Linked DNA regions of Sus scrofa: regions 1 and 3 are each linked to region 2. A link is a contact called in public Hi-C data. All regions are on one chromosome and are shown on one strand. The core of a region is the stretch at or near the end of the contact, and the rest is flanking DNA. Distances in the headings are between cores, read along the strand shown.

What was found. A called contact is a pair of places that touch in the nucleus more often than the background predicts.
Region 1: a Hi-C map of skeletal muscle shows a contact between it and region 2, with 6 times the contacts expected there. The contact joins the promoter of LOC100514656 here to the promoter of LOC100737756 in region 2. A contact is called at or near these places in 1 of 5 promoter capture datasets (liver), 7 of 47 Hi-C or Micro-C datasets (epiblast stem cells, heart right ventricle, liver and 1 more) and 1 of 2 datasets of contacts at active chromatin or transcription factors (alveolar macrophages).
Region 3: a contact with region 2 is called in a Hi-C map of skeletal muscle, with 5 times the contacts expected there. The contact joins the promoter of LOC100516085 here to the promoter of LOC100737756 in region 2. A contact is called at or near these places in 3 of 47 Hi-C or Micro-C datasets (heart right ventricle, liver and skeletal muscle).

Annotation. Positions count from the first base shown.
Region 1 is chr6:62,415,674-62,418,373 of Sscrofa11.1, reverse strand. LOC100514656 (zinc finger protein 551) reads left to right here and starts at 1,274. Exons shown (of 5, transcript XM_021095151.1): 1 at 1,274-1,561.
Region 2 is chr6:62,485,280-62,488,118 of Sscrofa11.1, reverse strand. LOC100737756 (zinc finger protein 850-like) reads left to right here and starts at 1,418. Exons shown (of 3, transcript XM_021095140.1): 1 at 1,418-1,677. The coding sequence starts at 1,645.
Region 3 is chr6:62,568,395-62,571,094 of Sscrofa11.1, reverse strand. It overlaps LOC100516085 (zinc finger protein 256), which reads right to left and starts at 1,449. Exons shown (of 3, transcript XM_013998882.2): 1 at 727-1,449. The coding sequence starts at 759.

The DNA.
Region 1 (2,700 bases), core at 25-2,524, 70 kb after region 2:
ACCTACACTATAGCTCAAAGCAACGCTAGATCCTTAACCCACTGATTGAGGCCAGGGATGGAAACTGCATGCTCATGAATATTGGTCATATTTGTTTCGTGGCAACTTGAAGGGAACTCCGAGTTCATGTCTTTTGAGTATGAGCTGCCTAGTCTCCTTACTCGGTGTCTTTTTTTTTTTTTTATAGGAAAGTAGGATTTATTGTTGAGCGTTAAGGAGGGGACAATGCCACCAAGGATCTCATGAGTGCAGGGCCTGGAATTTGCCCCGGGGGGCTGCGATTAGGGATGTATTTGACCCCACAGAGATTTTCTGCCACCATATTTTCAAATTCATCTGCATTGGCTTAGTAAATACCCACTCCTTAGAGATGTGGATCTTTTGGTGGCCAGGGAACTTGAACTTGGCTCTGCACAGTGCCTCAATCACATGCTCCTTATGCTGCAGCTTGATGTGGATGGACATTATGACTTGGCCAATGTGGACTCTGGCCACCGTGCCCTGGGGCTTTCCAAAGGCACTGTGCATGCCTGTCTGGAGCCTAGATTGGGACAGCATGCCAGTCATGAATGTCCATTGGAAAGGGCTGTCCCCAAGATCCCTTAGGGCAACCTGTACAGGCAACAGGCTGAATACACTACCAAGGAGGCTGTTTTTTGCAGCCTTTGCACACCGGGGCCTCATAGAGAAAAGAGCACGGTTGGCTTAATTGGCTGCCCTTACTCGGTGTCTTCACCATGATAGATTGGATTTGCTGAGTCAGGTGTTCCAACCCAATTTTGGTTTGTTAAGAACAGTAGTTTGTATTTCTTAATCTCATACCCGTGTCATACCTCCTACTATGAAGTCTTCATTAGCTTCTCCTACCAATGGCCACATATTGTTTCTCAATCACTAGGTATGATATGTGCGTTTGGATGTGTGTCCTCTGGAGCATCCAAAAAGATATGTTTGGTCTCAGGGAGCACGATGAACTTCACAGAGTGTGAACTAAACCTCTCAAACAAGGTTGAACATCTGCAGGCAGCACAACAGTCCCTCAGAAAACTGAACTCTGCGCCTTTAAGAATGGACAATTTCCCCTTCTAAATCCTGGGCCCGGGAGACTCCATTTCCCAGCGCCTCTCGCGGGTCCAAGATTATTGCATAGTGGCCCTGTGGGAGCGCCGTAGCCCTGGCGTGAGAACTACGTGGCCCAGAGTGCTCGGCGTCGATCGGCAGCCTCACTGAGCCAATGAAGGCTCAGAATAGAGGCGATTCCGTGCGTGTCACTCGCGTGGGCGGGACTTCCGGCGTCCTCCTCCGGGCGGTCATTTTGGCTGCTCGGGTGTGTTCATCCCTACAGAAGTTCGGGAGCGCTGAGTCGGGGCGGCCAGCACAGGACCGAGGAAGGGTCAGAGGCGTCTTTGTTCCAGCTGCACAAAGGCGAGTGTGAGGCTCGGCCGCGGCGTCGCGCGAGATGATACGCACCCGGGCCGGTTTAAGGACCGCCGGCCCTCTTCCTGCCCCGTTCCGTCCACAGGCCTGGATGGCGGCGGCCGCGCCGATGGACCCGGTTCAGGTAAGCGTGTCCTGCCGGCCCTCACCCCAGGAAACGCTAAAGCCCCGAGTGTTCTCGTTCCCGCAGCCAAGGCCTCGGTGTCCAGGACGGTTCGGCGTTTCTGACAGCGGCTGCGAATAAATGTAACCCTTGAGTTTTCCTGTTTAACTTCACTACCGGGAGTGTGATTAGATGTGCGAGAGGGTTACGGGCCCAGGAACCAGCATGTGCCAAGGCTCGGAGTTGGGACTGAGCCGTGAGAACTCGGAAAACCTGGGGTCCGCTGTGCCCGGCTGGGGAAAAGTTTGAGGCGGAGTCTCGCCTGGACTAGCCGGCTGAGGGTACTACTTATGTTCCCAGGACTCTTGAGAGCTATGGAGAATTTTTAAACCAAGGAAGCACGCGAACTGCAGTAAGTTTTTAAGTTTTCCAAAGGTTCTGTAACGGAGGAACAGACTGAAGGAGGGGAATGAAGACGTTGGGGCACAGGAGGTTGGATCTTTGTTTAGGTACCCAGAGCTGGTAAGGTGAGACATGGAGGCACAGGAGGTAGACATCCAGCCCTAGTTCACTAGGCTCACGGGCCAGGCATGGGTACCCAGGGGCCTGAGGCCGTTGAAACGCGGTGTGAATATATGGTTGTCACTATCCGTCATCTGTCTCTCAAAACGTGGCTGCGGAAGTGCTTATGGAACCTGCATAGGTATGTGTTGGGTGTTTCCTGCTCTTACTGTTCCCTACCCTCACCCACATACTCTCTGTATTATGGTGTCCTGGAATTTTTTACATTTCATTCCTCTAGACCTTCGATCTGGGGACTCTGCAGAAACCTCAAGCCCAGGGGCTCGGGTCAGTACCAAGGATTATATGGAGGTATTTCCATTTCTGGCACCTGATGTAGACAAGTGTGGAAAGTTTATCCCAGTACCAGGGAGGGAAAAATGCTCAGAGGTAAAGCTCAGCTGGAATCATTAAGGTCTTCTTTCTTGTAAGAGCAAAGGAGCAGGAGGACGTGACTCAGAACTGGAATGGCAGCCTGAGAAGTTGCGTATCCATTCTGGAGTTGATGGGAAGTTTAGATCAGAGGAGGGGAATGATCTTACCTAGGTCTCAACAGGCTCCATCGGGTTGCAGAGTGGAGAAGAGATGGTAAGGCTGAG
Region 2 (2,839 bases), core at 169-2,668:
TGGAACAGATCTATACCTCATGATGACACTTTTATGGCTGGTTTTTTTTTTTTTTTTTTTTGTCTTTTTGCTATTTCTTTGCGCCACTCCCGCAGCATATGGAGGTTCCCAGGCTAGGGGTCGAATCGTAGCTGTAGCCACCGGCCTACACCAGAGCCACAGCAACGCGGGATCCGAACTGCGTCTGCAACCTACACTATAGCTCACGGCAACGCCAGATCATTAACCCACTGAGCAAGGGCAGGGACCGAACCCGAAACCTCATGGTTCCTAGTCAGATTCGTTAAGCACTGCGCCACGACGGGAACTCCTATGGCTGCTTTGGTGTTCAGTGTTACCACCTAAGAAAATTGACTCACAGATTCTGAAAAACTTACGTTTACCAAAGGAGACAGGTTTGGAAGGGAAGGATGGGCTAGGAGTTTGCAGTGGGAATGTTGTAAAATTAGGTTGTGATGATGGTTGTACAACTATAAATATAATAAAATTCATTGAATTTTTTTTAAAAGAAAGAAACTTGGAGACGGAGTTTCGGGTGAAGTAGAAAGGAGTAGATTTTAGACCACAGCAGGATAATGTCATGAAGATGATACCCTCATTTGGGAGAGAAGATGAAGTGGTCTCATAATTTTGGGAGTAGAAAATGGACCACAGATAAGGATCAGGGTAGATGCAAGCTCTCATTCTTCTTCAAAGCTGGTGTCAGGCAGTCCAGGGACACATTCTGGTGGTCCTTGAGATTACCGCACAGTGACTTTCTTTCCGGATTAAAAAATGCTTAATCAAGTAGTAACATTTTCCATTCTTTGGGAGTTTGAGTTCAGTAGAAAACCTCAAAGATGTTGTCATGCGCATCCCTTAAGGTGGAATCAGGACCTGACCCAGGGATGTACTCTTGTTTGTCAGCTGCTCCTCCCTCCTTTCCCTGATTAAACACTATTTGAATTTACCCTTTGGAACACAGGGACTGCCATGGAGGCTGAATGAAGCCTTTTCCTACAAACCAAAATGGGGGACACCGGAACGCTTTTGTGACCAGGAGCCCCATAGGGTCCTGCTGGGTTTCATTACTCTGTGCAGTGATGGAGCATTGAGATCAGTCTATTTGGGCATATCTCAAATAACAATTTTATTTCCTGGGCTGGCCTTCACGGAGTATGAAACTATGTCTTTCTCCTGCAGTTCACAAGGAAAGTCCCTCCCTTGTTAGACGTAGGATGACCACCGTCAAGCACTCCCTACGGTAGTGCAGGGAGGATGCTCTTGTAGTCAAGATGGAGCACACCCGTGCGCGGGAGAGGTGGGGTGGTCGTCTCTGGAGCTCTAGGAACTACTTTACCCAGAAGATCAAGCGTCGAGTTGAGCCAATGAAAGATCAGATAAAGGTATTTTTGTGCGTGCGCATGTCGTCGGGGCGGGACTTCCGGCGTCCTCCTCCAGGCAGCCATTTTTATTGCTTTCGTGTGTTTTCTGGCTCCGGGGCTCTGTACCGGCACCGGGTTTCGGGACCGAGGAGTCTGAGTGGCGGCGCAGTCTCCGCTCCTCAGAGGCGGGCCTCAGGCTCGGTGACGCCGCCTGGAGGACCCCGCGTCAGGCCGGTACCCGTGCCCCCCTCCGCTCCCGCCGCTCCGTTCACAGAGTCAGATGGCGGCGGCCGCCCTGAGGGACAAGCCTCAGGTAAACGCTGGTCCTCCGGGCCCTCACCGCCCTCACCCCGCCAGACCCTATAGCCCCGAGTGCGGGGCGTCTTCTCACGTGCCTGACGTCCAGGCTCCGGTGTCCGGGACGGCGAGGCGGTCGTGGGTGAGGCCCTCTTTCTGATCAACTCTGTGATGGCGCGTGGGAAAGGGTACGGGTGGAGGGAGCCGCAGGTGCAAAGGCTTGGAGATCGGGCAGAGCCCCGAGGATTCGGGAAACCTGGGGCCCATCTGATGTCTGCAGTAAATGCAGCGTGTGGGGTGGAGTGACGCCTGGACTGTCTGACAGGTTCTTTTATCCTGAGGGTCCTGGAAGCCGTGGAGGGTAGGCAACAGAAGAGTTTAAGAACCTGTATTAGGTTTCAAAAGTTTTCAAAAAGCCGATCAAAGAGAATTAACTGAAATGGTGAAAAGGACTGTGCGGCACAGAGAGCTGTAGGAAGCAGCACCGAAGACTGAGGCTTGGAGGTTAGTCGGTTAGCCCAAGGCCACCAGGATTCAGGGCTGGGCTTCGAAACAGGGGAGGCCTGACCTTACCTGTAGCCAAGCCTTAGTTGCTTTCCCCATTCCACAGGTTCTGAAGGCAGGAAAGCACGTAGGAAATCTACACAAGGAGAGTGTCCCAGTCCTTCAGTGGCCTTGGCACCACCCACACGTTGTCTGGGGCTGTGGTGTCTTGAACCTCTTCCCTTGCCGTTTTCACTCCTTTTGGGTGGAGTGACCGTGGGGATACCTCAAGCCCAGGGCCTTGAGTGCAGGCCAAGGGTCAGTGGAGGTGTTCTTCTTTCTGTCAGGCAGTGTAAACACATGTGAAAGGTTATGTCTCGAAGAGATACCCACATGTGCCAATGCTTGGAATCATGATTCTGGTGGAGACAGGGTACAACCAGTCTCCATTCTTTTTATTAGGAACAAAGAGCTGAGGGTTAAGAATCAGGCCCGTAATGTGCCTGTGCAGAATTTGGGCATTTGTTTTGGAGGTAATGAGAAGTTTGGATGAGAAGAGATTATTCTTACCCATGTGTTAGTAGGTTCCATGGCTGCAGAGAAGAGACTGTGGGAGCAAGACAGGAGGCAGGGAGCCCAGGAGGGGGCATTTACAATAATCCAAATGAAGAGTTCCTCCGGTGGCTCAGTGGGTT
Region 3 (2,700 bases), core at 200-2,699, 83 kb before region 2:
GCTTGGCTCATCTCCAAAAATGGATCCAGAATCTAACCACTTCTTTAAAAAAATTTTTTTATTATAACTTAGAGTATTGTGTCAATTTCTGCTGTGCAGCAAAGTGACCCAGTCATACATTCATACATATATATATATTCTTTTTCTCACATCATCTTCCATCATGTTCTACCCCAAGAGATTGGACATAGTTCCCTGTGCTGTATAGTAGGAGAATTCAACCACTTCTTGCACGTTCTATTTGATCAACATTCACCCAAGCTACTTGCAATTACATTTTCCTATGTTTCCTGACTCTTCCCTTACCCCATAGTTTGTTCTCTTCCCTGCAAGCCAGAGGGAGCCTGTTGAGGGGCTGGGTAAGACCACATCCCAACTGCAATCCAAGCCTCAAATCCCTGTGTGATAGGTGACCAACTTTTCATGCAGCAACACTGCAGGCCTGACTCTGGCCCCGCTGCATCTTGCTCCTAGCAGAAAGGAGAATCGCTATACCCCTGTCCCGGCTCAACCCGACCTCCAAGTCTTTGCACCTGCGGGTCCCCCAACCTATAACCTTTCCCACGCGACATCACACTGTCCATCAGAAATAGGGCCCCATCCACGACCGCTTCGTTTTTCTGGACACTGGGGTCTGTGCTGCAGGCACGGGAGCAGGCGCCCCGCACTCGGGGCTTCAGTGTCTGTTGGGGTGAGGGCGGGGAAGGCCTGAGGACGAGTATTTACCTGAGGCGGGTCCCACAGCACCGTCGCCGCCATCGGGCTCTGTGGGCGGAGCTGAGCCGGGAGCAGCGGGAGAGGAGGGGCGCGGGCACCGCAGTCGGTATCCCACGCGGGTGTGGGACGCTCCGGGCGGCGTCGCAGAACCTCAGACCCGCCTCTTTGCCGCCCGAGCTGTGCCTCCTCTCGGACTTTAAAGGCCTCGTCACCTCTTACCGGCACCGGTACCCGAAGCCTTTGAATTGTGAAAAAGCTCGAGCATATTCAAAATGACGCCCACAACGTGGATGCCGGAAGTCCCGCCCTGACGCTGTTGGCTCACACGGAAACGCAACTTCAGTTAACCTAATTGGCTGATCGACTCAGCCACCCATCGCACAGCCTTCTGGGTAATGTATTTTCCCCAGATCTGCACGCGTAGTCCACGATGTTCCATCTCAGATAACCTGGAGAAAAGGGGACGCTGTACCTGGAGGGTTGCTGGGAACGCTATTCCAAAGACTGAGGAGGGGCGTGGCTTCTTCCTAAAGAGGGTGCGCTCAGATGTTTGAGGACTGTTATCTGTAACTAATGACCCAAGTGTTTGGACATAGCATTTCAGACTCTTTGAAGCTCTCAGCGTGTTCTCAAGATCTAAAAGAGGACCTTCTGGAGTTCCCGTCGTGGCACAGTGATTAACGAATCCGACTAGGAACCATGAGGTTGCGGGTTTGGTCCCTGGCCTTGCCCAGTGGGTTGGGGATCCGGCGTTGCCGTGAGCTGTGGTGTAGGTCGCATTCGCGGCTCAGATCCCGCGTTGCTGTGGCTTTGGCGTAGGCTGGTGGCTACAGCTCCGATTTGACCCCTAGCCTGGGAACCTACATATGCTGCGGGAGCGGACCTAGAAAAGTCAAAAAGACAAAAATAAATAAATAAATAAACAAACAAACAAACGAGTACCTTCTGAGATGCCCTCAAATCCGTCAACCCAAATGTACATACCATTGAAGAATCATTTAGACACATAACGAAGCCATTGGAAATTGCAGCTAATAAACAATACTGTCTGAGTATGTTTGGTAAAGACAAATAAAAACCTCAGAAAATGTAGTGATAATGAAAATCGAAGAAGGCTGTTGGGCCACCTTGAAGGAGTACAAAGATGGGTCTCTGACAATACATTGTTCAATACATTGAGCAAAACGTTTATCAACTTTAGTATATCATACTTCTATCCTGACATATATTCAATTCCTTTCTGAATCTGACCTCAATCTCAAAACAAGAACAGCAAAACAAATGGCATTTTTGTATGAGACAATGGCTGCAGTGTTTTGCAGTACTCCATCATTATTTTTCATTTTATGTTTGGTCTTATTTAATCTACCCCATGCATTTCAGTATACCATTTTATCCATAGTCTCAGACGTCCTATATTTTAATGTATAAACTCTCCAAAATGTCTTTCTAAAATGTAAGGATTCTGGGACTTCCCGTTGTGGTGCAGCTGAAATGAATCCAACAAGGAACCATGAGGTTGCGGTTTCGATCCCTGGCCTCATTCGGTGGGTTCAGGATCTGCCATTGCAGTGACCGGTGGTATGGGTCTCAGATGTGGCTCGGATCTGGCGTTGCTGTGGCTGTGGTGTAGGCCAGCAGCTGTAGCTCCTATTGGACCCCTAGCCTGGGAACCTCCATATGTTGTGAGTGTGGCCCTAAAAAGGAAATAATAATAAAAATAATAACAATTATTATTATTATTTTATTATGGGGAGTTCCCGTTGTGGCTCAGTGGTAAAAAACCCGACTAGTATCCATGAGGGTGTGGATTTGATCCCTGGCCTCGCTCAGTGGGTTAAGGATTCGACATTGCCATTACCTGTGGTGTAGGTCTCAGATGCAGCTCAGAACCAGTGTTGCTGTGGCTGTGGCGTAGGCCAGCAGCTGTAGCTCCTATTGGACCCCTACCATAGGACCCACCATATGCCGCAGGAGCAGACC